Linked DNA regions of Mus musculus: regions 1 and 2 are each linked to region 3. The links are chromatin contacts, called in public HiChIP or PLAC-seq maps. All regions are on one chromosome and are shown on one strand. The core of a region is the stretch at or near the end of the contact, and the rest is flanking DNA. Distances in the headings are between cores, read along the strand shown. Region 1 has its middle 34 kb from the start of Gm26578. Region 2 has its middle 260 kb from the start of 7420700N18Rik. Region 3 overlaps Nrg1 (neuregulin 1).

Evidence for each region. HiChIP or PLAC-seq counts read pairs in DNA pulled down with a chosen protein or histone mark.
Region 1: a contact with region 3 is called in an H3K27ac HiChIP or PLAC-seq map of embryonic fibroblasts, with 18 read pairs. The contact joins two enhancer-like sites. A contact is called at or near these places in 1 of 15 datasets of contacts at CTCF or cohesin (the NIH/3T3 cell line), 7 of 484 Hi-C or Micro-C datasets (the AML12 cell line, adipose-derived mesenchymal stem cells, cerebral cortex and 4 more), 2 of 115 datasets of contacts at active chromatin or transcription factors (bone marrow-derived dendritic cells and embryonic fibroblasts) and 1 of 9 other capture datasets (pancreatic islet).
Region 2: a CTCF HiChIP or PLAC-seq map of the NIH/3T3 cell line shows a contact between it and region 3, with 10 read pairs. The contact joins two enhancer-like sites. A contact is called at or near these places in 1 of 15 datasets of contacts at CTCF or cohesin (the NIH/3T3 cell line), 1 of 484 Hi-C or Micro-C datasets (the Ba/F3 cell line) and 1 of 9 other capture datasets (adipose tissue).

What each region holds. Positions count from the first base shown.
Region 1 is chr8:31,974,245-31,977,393 of GRCm38.p6, reverse strand. It overlaps a transcript of Nrg1 not described here. Among named protein-coding and RNA genes, the nearest start is that of Gm26578, 34 kb to the left of the region's middle. Within about 2 kb of position 1,368, at least 29 of the 459 cell types and tissues checked have an H3K27ac peak or open chromatin away from gene starts, as enhancers often do. A contact at or near this core is called in the NIH/3T3 cell line, adipose-derived mesenchymal stem cells and embryonic fibroblasts, where this site is marked.
Region 2 is chr8:31,626,770-31,629,838 of GRCm38.p6, reverse strand. No RefSeq gene overlaps it. Among named protein-coding and RNA genes, the nearest start is that of 7420700N18Rik, 260 kb to the right of the region's middle. Within about 2 kb of position 1,493, at least 25 of the 459 cell types and tissues checked have an H3K27ac peak or open chromatin away from gene starts, as enhancers often do. A contact at or near this core is called in the NIH/3T3 cell line, where this site is marked.
Region 3 is chr8:31,841,460-31,844,480 of GRCm38.p6, reverse strand. All of the region lies in intron 2 of Nrg1 (neuregulin 1), which reads left to right. Among named protein-coding and RNA genes, the nearest start is that of Nrg1, 76 kb to the left of the region's middle. Within about 2 kb of position 1,645, at least 32 of the 459 cell types and tissues checked have an H3K27ac peak or open chromatin away from gene starts, as enhancers often do. A contact at or near this core is called in the NIH/3T3 cell line, adipose-derived mesenchymal stem cells and embryonic fibroblasts, where this site is marked.

The sequences.
Region 1 (3,149 bases), core at 119-2,618, 130 kb before region 3:
GGAAGCCAAGTACCCTCAGCAGCGCTAACTGTAGGCTGGAAGCACCCCATTCCAGGCAGGACACAGCCTCTGAGTTCTTGCCCTCAGCGTGTGTTTGGTAAACCCACTCTGCAGATCAACATGAGAAGGTGACATCCTGTAAAGCACCTGTGCAGTCACAGAGCCTTCGCTAAGAGATGAAGAACTGAAACCTGGGTCTGGCTGGCTGGTCCCGAAGCCTGCAACTGTCAATTTCTTCACCTCCCCACCCCGTCAGAGGCTTCCTGATTCACTTTCCCGTATAGCCTTCCAGAATAAGCGCTTTCCAAATCATACTTGTTATGCAAAACTTCATTTCCCGTTTTATTCTAAAACTGTTTGCTTAGAATGCCAAAAGTTCTCCATGAATTACAGTGTTCTGTAAATCTATTAAAAAAAAAAAAAAAAAGACTTGGTTCTCTAAAGACCCCAGTTGCTTCCCACTCTTGTCCCTTAGGATCCCACCATCTTTGGATATTGTTCCTTTTGTCTGTTTTAGTGGCTTTTTAAAATAATTGACACCTCTTCAACCCTCATCCTTAAGAATTTCTATTTAAGAAGCTTTGTCCCTCTGGACTTTCCCGTGGAGGTAGACGTAAAATGGTCAGGCTCCTCTCTGTTCAGCTCTCTGAGGGCCATTGGTAATGGTGGGAGGCCAAACAATCTTTAAACACTCAGAAAGTGAATAGAAAGCCTCCCCCTTTCAATTGTAAAAAGGAATATTGTAGTGACATCAATTAACTAACCATCATTTGTATTGAACAACAAAAAAGTAGCTAAAATGGTAAAAAATTACCACCCCCAAATCCCAGTAATGTACTGGAATGAATATAAAGGAGATAAATCTTAGCACAATGATGTCATGTTTACCTGGCTTTCAAGTAAGAAGTGCATCAGAACTTGCAGAAAGAGAAAGGGGGAGGGAAGAACGGGAGGAAGAAGAGGAAAAGGAGGAGGAGGAGAGAGAGGAGGAAGAGAAAGAGAAGGAGGAAGAGAAAAAGGCGGAGAAGGAAGAGAAAGAGCAGGAGGAAGAGAAAGAGGAGGAGGAAGAGAAAGAGGAGGAAGAGAAAGAGGAGGATGAAGAGGAGGAGGAAGGAGAAGGAGAAGGAGAAGAAGAGGCAGCAGCAGCAGCAATTACAAGAAAAGAAAGAAAAAGCCCAAATATGACAATAATTTGCTAACTACATCTTCTGTCATATTTTTAAGGCTAGGTCACAGGTCTATAACAAATAAAGAATAAAATCTTGCTTTGACCACAGAAACGTTAAAGAGTTTTAAAGCTTACATCAACAGAGATTTGCTAGGCACCCTTAGGTGAACTCATCCCTGGGGCATGCATCCCAAGTAGACAGCCTGCCCAGAGGTCTGAGATGTCTTCATTGAGCTGAGCCAGAGGGTCTCTAATTGGGGACAGCTGTGGCCACAGCCCTAATTAGCCAGGCCTGTTGAACACTCATCCGAAGCTGTTGGCAACCTGGCCAGGACTTCATCCAGCGTGTTGTCATGGCGTGTTGCCTTTACACCTTGGCAGCATGACATTGATCTGTTAGGACTCTTTTATTCCTGTGTCCTCACTGAGGGGTTCTCGCATTTCAGTGAGCACAGCATAAGAGAGAGCTCTTTGGCCCTTGTGGCATGAGGTATGTATGACAGATGGGCAACCACGCAGTCTAAAGCATTTTTCATTTTTATCATAGCAATTTCAAGTATTCCACTTTCTTTTATTTTCCCATAAATCATCAAGGTTGCTGAGAAAATGCAGGAATTGTGCAGATCTCCTTTGCTCCCAGATTCTCTTTTGTGTTTGAAGTGAGTACAGAAATGATCTATCACGTGTTATAGTCCAGAATTCTTGGGGAAAAATATTATTAAATCCTTTAATTCAATCTTGAGGACATTTTTTTTAACCATAAAATATGAAGTTTTGCAAAGAATGGTTTTCATGCTTGGTCATTAAAAGCAAGGGCTCTAGGGTCCGGTTTGTATGTTCAGTTCGGGGATCGGGAGGGATGAGGCTTCAGAGTGGCAGCTGTGTGATGACAAGCAAGTTGCTCTTTTTCTCGGTTGCCATTTCTTCATCTTGGTATAAGGATAGTAACACTCCAGCCCAGAGATTTGTTATGTAACAAGAGGCAATGAGTATAAAGCTTAGACCTGAGCCTGGCACATAACAGATGTTCAATAAGCTATTACCATTCTAAGGGGATTTATTGTTGAAAGTACAAAGAGGAACTTATTTAACACCATTTCTTTTGCTTTGAAGTTGCTTTGAGGAATACTGTAATAGTATCTTCATGCATTTATTCTAAGTGAACTACTGGATGTTTTGAGCAGTTCTAGTTGTGAGGTGAGTTGTTCAGTACATACCTATAATCCCGGGTTGGCAACGCAGGAGGCTCGTGGCTTCAAGCTATAGAGAAGAGAAGGCTGGGTAATTGCAACAAGCATAACAACACCAATTTTAAGTATGAAAATTGCTCTTATCTGTAAATTCACATGCATTTTTTCCCATGGAGAAACGGCCAGTGTTATAAATCTCTTGTAGATGGAGATGTGATTCGACTTTTATAGTTCATTATAATAATTTAAAAATTATTGTAGCTGCTATGAAGTGAAATTTATATGACCTTTACTGATTCTCAGTTTACTGTCCCCTTCCCCTCTTTTTCCATCTCCTTCAAGCCTGGCACATGTGGCTTCATGGAAAAAATTGTGCTAAGTTCAGTAGTAGTCATCAGAAACTGCACACATGAAAGATCAAGCTGCAATTTCTTCACCAGCAGGTGGAAATGGCGAGCATCTACCTGTGTGATATCTAAACCAGGACTGCACAGAGGAGATGGAGTTGGATGCAAATGATACACTCAGGGATATGTGAGAGCACGGTTCATTTCAGGAGGTAGGAATAGATGCAAGCCACGTAGAGAGGACTCAGCTGATGGAATGGAATATCAGAGACCTGAAGGCAGAGGGATGGGAGTGACATGTAGGTGCTTCTGTAGCATGGAAGATGGCTTGGACACAGTGAGCAGATTCTGAGAGATGCTGAGTTAGGCATCTGTGAAAGGCGCAGGACAAAGGTCTTAGCTGACACAGGTCAACACACTCTAATAGCGATAACCACATATGGG
Region 2 (3,069 bases), core at 244-2,743, 210 kb after region 3:
AGATGTAACTTTATTTATTCAAACCATAAATGTGTCACTGGGCACATTACAATACATTGGGAATGCATTTATTAGTCTTCCAAGTGAGTATATGTGTCAATGGAAAAATCTCCCCCCCCTCTCTTTTCCCCCTCTGAGTGTATGTATGAGAGAGAGAGTGGGGAGAGAGAGAGGGAGAGAGTGAGGGAGGGGGGAAATAGAGAAAAGTTTTAATGTAAGAAAGGGAGAAAATTTCAAATTAAATTGAAAATAAAAGAGAAGCAGTGACTTATTTAATGTACAAGGAACCAGAGAAGTTGGTATTAAAACCTAGCCAAAGAGCCCAGCAGACAAAACTGCGATGGGTTGTCACTGGCAGGCATTACCAAAGACACAGAGTTGTGAGGACCCCAGTATTGCCGATCAGAAAATGTTTTAGTGTAACTAGTTTCAAGAGCAATACAAAAAGCTGAGAGCATATTCTAAAGATTTTTTTCCCCTCACAAATATCATACATTCTTTAACCAACGCAAACGATAAACATTTATCTGGCAAGAGAATAGATCAATAAATACTAACTAGTAATGAGAACAAAAAATTCCTTCTGTTCTATCAGTGTGGGTGAGCCACTTGGCTATTGATGATTTGAGCAGGAAGAATACATTACAGAAAATGTACAAAGTTCAGTTTATTTATATTTATATAATGTGCTTTTATTTAAGTCAATACTATGTACTATTTTGCCCCAAAATGCCTCTGAATAGAAAATGTGTGATTAAGCATAGAGTTTGTTTCTAAGAGTCGGGGGCAAAACATGTGAGTTAGCATGGACAACCTTCAAGTTAGTGGTTTGTTCTCTTCTTCTGTTAGTGCTAGATGTGATGTTGTTATTTATATGTCCTAAATGTTCTAACTAATTTCCACTATATTTTTTATAACGTGTGTCATATGGTACACGTTCTGTCACATACCTGCAATCTCAGCACTTGGGAGAGTAGGGCAGAAGGATGTTAGCTTTGTGGCCAGTCTGAGCTAAACAGTGACATCCTATCTAAACGTTAAAAAAAAAAAAAAAAGGGTGGGGGAGGGGAGAAAGGCATGCCTAGCTGAGACACTGACTTTGAAGATGGAAGCTGAAATTCTGCCTATGGTCCAGGACGGATATTGCTGAATCTATTTAAGGACTTAACATTAGTCCAATTTTCCTATTTCCTGACTTGATGATGATGATGATGGATGGGCTCAAGGCTCCCCTGGACTCCTTCAAATCCTCTCGAGATGAGTCGTCTGCATCACAGGATGCTCACCCCTGCCCCTCTCCAATACAAAATCAATATGAATCTGACCATGGATTGTGTATCAGGTAGCTCCTGGCTGCCTGCCGCAGTCTACCGCTCTCTCCTATGCAGCATGGCCATGCTGTCTTTGAGAGCTGTTTCTGTCCAGGAACAGAGTCAGATTTCTCATTAGTCTGTGAAATAGCTGATGGACTTGCTGTATTCTCAGCTGAAATTCCCAGCACTGGCTGAGTCATGACTAAGATCCTGTTGAAGCCAGCCTGAGCTGCTTTCTCTGTTTATGGCCACAGAGGGATAAAAAGCAAAAATCTAAAGCTTACCATTTGGAGTCAGGCTGCATTTAGATGCATCCACTGGTCCTTTGGTGCTTGATCATCTGAAGGGTTGTTGGAGTGCTCTCTACTTTTAATTATAAGCCATTGAAATCCACATAAGAATTATGACTGAAACCAGGAGCCTGGCGTTATAACAGAATCAGAATTTTTGTGTTTTTCCGTGAAGGAAGCAAGGAAGTGAGAATCACTCAGTAAGTTCTGAATAAATCATGTCCCTGGCTCCAGTGCACAGGGACCCAGCATTTCCTCTGTGAGGCCCAGCTGATGGACCTCTATAAAAATCTTAGCAGGCACTTAGGGCTCAGCAGGAGCTCTGTTGGGATGAAATCATGGAGCACCAGAGGACAGCACCCCATCCCATCCCCATGGCAACTGTCAATCTCTTAGGAACAGAGATGATGTCTAGGGTTTGTGTTTTCTCTGGAGATGGCCTCTGGGAATGAGAAGCCTTATTAAATTTCAAAGATCCAAGTACTGAGATGCAAGGGAGGTTTTCTCTTCTTATGTACTGGGTAGGGAATCTTCTTATTGGGAAACAAACCTTAGCTGACCCGATAGGGGTTATTGGTGGCCATATTTTGCTCCAAACTTGGAGATAATGAATGAGGGAAAAGGAGAACGAGAGATGAGCCCTAGAATCCATCCTATGTGCATCCACTGAGATGTAAGCCAGGCAGTATATGATCTCACTTCCACATCCACAACTTTTTCCTGTTGTTCCGCCTGTCCCACCACAACAGAGTATATTCTAGACTGTAAACCAAGATGAATCCTGTCTCCCTTAAGTGTTTTACAGCATCAACAAAGTAACTCACTTAATAAAATTCCCACTTCTGTTTGAATGCACATGACACACTAAGACACGGGGCTCTAAGAAGTAATGAATTAACTGATCTGTGAATTCTGGAATTGACATCTTGCATCTGCACGCAGTACCCAGTGCACATTAACGAGAGGGTGAGAACTGCTAATACTAGACAGGTGGAGTTAGGATTCTTAGTAGGTGGTCAAACTCTCTGGCCAGAGAGATGAAAGTCCCTTTCATGTTTTTCTGCAAAGAGCAAAAGACTCGCATGTTGAAATGAAATAATCGCCTGAAGAAGGAGCTACGTTAAGGGACCAAGACGTTTTTGCTAAGGTCACAAATCCCAGAAGATCTTGAAGTTCAGATGAGGTCACACTCTGATCACTTGGGTTGTATATAAAATTGACTTTATTACATATAAAAACCTACAATTTAAAAAACCACTGTCAAAACATAGAAGACATATTTAATTGACATGTTTTATATTTCTAATACCTTCAATACATCTTGCCTTTATTGCATATAATAATACATGTATTATCTAGAATGGAGAGCTGGACTAGTTTGCTTCTGTCATTCATATTTTATAATTAGGAATGACATGTAATACATGGACATTTGGAGTTTTTTTAAGAGTCCATTTTAAGCCAAA
Region 3 (3,021 bases), core at 396-2,895:
TCCCCATATTCTGTCTTCTACCCGAGTAGCACCTTTCTTCTTTCATAACACATCTACCCTTACCCTGACCCCTGCCCTTTCTTACTCCTCTTGATCCCATGATCTTCTACCTAGTTTTGTAGCGTATACCCATCCTTATGCCTTCTTATAAATACACACACAAACACTAAAAGTTAGGATCTGGATATGAGGATGAAGATGGTGATGTGCCTCCCCAGAATAGCACCTCCACTGCACGAAGTGAAACAAACATAAAAAACAAACAAACAAAAAACCAACAACAACAACAACAACAACACAAAAATAGAAACAAAAGAAAACAAAAACCTCTGTTCAGTAGTGCATCTAGGTACATGTTCTATAAGCTGAGCAGGAATCTTTGGGTAGTGTGAAAGCTAAGAAGGAGCCAGAGTAACTTTGAGAACCAGGAAGATAAAACCATGAACACAAGAATATGCTTAGCTACACATGATAGGGAAACCCAGGGGCTAAGTAAGATACAAAGAAAGAGTCAGCCATACTAGCTTAAGGCTAAAGTTTCACAAAATACTGTCAGGATGGTAGCAGTGGTGATATCTACACTATTTATCAGTAGATGACTTGACATAAACAGGCATGATGAGAATCCATTGGAGTTTTAGAACATTGTAAATGCCATGCTGATTCCACTTGCAGGAGAGTGTTCTCTTATAGGGAACTTCTCTGTTCTTGGGTGCCATCATATTTATCAGAAACAGAAGTTGTGAGAGAAATTGATGGGACTCTTAAGAATATAGACACTGAGTTCTTCAGACGCCCACGTCTTCAGTTTTTTCTTCTGTGCAGAGAATCCTAGCACTCTTAGTATTTGTGAATGTATTTAGATTTTGACTTCCTAGTATAGTCTGAAAAAAAGTCCTGTAGGGACCAATGTAAGTGCAGTTCTGTCTAGAATTAGAACATTGGCTAAACTCTCTCTACATACACGTCTCTTGCATCAGCTAGCAACAATGTGTGTTGATTAGGTTCCCACGAGGCAGGCCTGAGTTCATGCTGAGCATCCAGGGATGAACAAAACCACACTGACCTCTTCCTTCAGGAGACAAGGGCCAGTGAACATAATACCCATGTTTCAAGCCATCGATTTAATAATCAATTATTGATGCACCAAGTACTATGAAGACATTAGGACCTAAGATTATGTCTAGGTCCTTAAGGAATAAAAGACGAAGGTTTTGTAGAGGGACAGAAAGTATGAAGCTACCACCTTCAGACTGTCTATGTTAAATAAAAATGCAGTTTCAAAATATTTCGACTTAATAATTTAGAAGAAACCCATTTAGATGTCTCATCATCAAACAGGTCTGTTAGCACAGAAAGAATGAGATAGTGCCTCAGAGCCTTCGAAGGGAAGACTGACAGACCACAGATGAGCAGCCAGTATGTCATGTGTCACTGTAACATGGCGAGGTCCTTTGCCTTGACTTAAGGATGCCTCGAGTTGTATAAACGCTGGTGAGTGTTATAGTCTCGGAGTAAGCATTTCACTGGAAACAGTACAAGCTTAGTGTTTGGTAAGGCCTAAGGCTCTGGCAAGGAGAGATGTGTTCCTAAACATGCCACACTCACTGTTAGTGAGGAAGCACGTGTGAGAGCCAGTGTGTGATTTGTACTTTACCTCAGTATTGACTCATGAGACCTATGAGGCCGCTATATGTATTCTGTTATCTCATGGACTAGAAGTTAGTCCCAGGGTCATAATAAAAGAAGGGGGAGGCATATGCCAGCTGAGCAGTAATGGGAGGTATAGGCTAAATCTGAAAGAAACATTATTGGAATGTTTTCTATTTAGTATTTTTCTTTAATGATGTTAAGAAGGGCATCCTCTTGAGGAAACAAATGGCTTTTGCAGATGACACTGTAAAGGACACTAAAACACAAATTAGAAAAACACATATAAGCCTCAAGTATTTTCACTTAAAGGCTGATAACAGAATAAGATTCATCTTCGAAAAATGCAGACTAATAGTAACAATACATTTGGGAAAAGAAAAATAATCTACAATGCAGATACTCAGCCAGTGAGTAGGCGAGCTCTGGCTGGAATACCAAGCCAGCTACAGGGTGAACAATGTCTGTGTTTGCAATGTGATACTACAGCAAAGCAACCCAGAAGTCTGAGTGCGGCATCCATGGGCAATCCAGAGAAACAGCAGGAGGCTTTGACAGCAAGCAGAACAAGTCACTATTTCCCAGAATGGGTTTGTTGACATTTTCATAACTTTATGTTTGTAAATATCAACACCAAGTAGATAGATAAGTTCACATGTTTTACAGTGTAAAAGGAGATGCCACAGTTAGTACTAAAGAAGAAGACATGTTATTCTTCCTGACAGGGTATTTTAAAAACTGGCCAAATGTTTCATTGCGGAGTGATGACTAATGAGTAGAATACTGGCCATCAGGTTTCTTCCCTCCACTGTTCTCCAGGGACAAAGATGAAACCAGGAAACAAAGGAAGGAAGATGTCTAAAGATGGCTTACAAGTTGACTGTAACTGATAAATAGTTTATAAAATTGGCCAGAACCCTATAGAACCAGATCTTTCTTGGGAATTTGTAAATATCTTTGAGTATGTCTAGAGTGTTCATAAACTGATTCTCAAAACACATGCATCTATGAATGAATCCTTAGTAAATGTGCTGGATCATTTGTGGAGTATTATCACTATTCAACTGCTTTTCATAAGGATTCAACTATGTTTATTAATTTAATGAGTGATTTATAATTGCTATTTCTCCTGGTTGGAAAGATTATAGAAAATTGTTAGGGATTACTAACTGCTAACATTCATGCACCTTATAACCACAGTAAAGCTCTGGACCTCACATGGAAGGACAAGGCTACATTAATCATAACTGGACTCTAAGCTAAAGCAACTCTGGGCATTCCTTAGAATTTATCTTAACATAGACTTAAAAATGAAATGATCTCCTAAGGCACTATGTAAAATTAAGAACGCATAGTGTTATAATAAGTGTC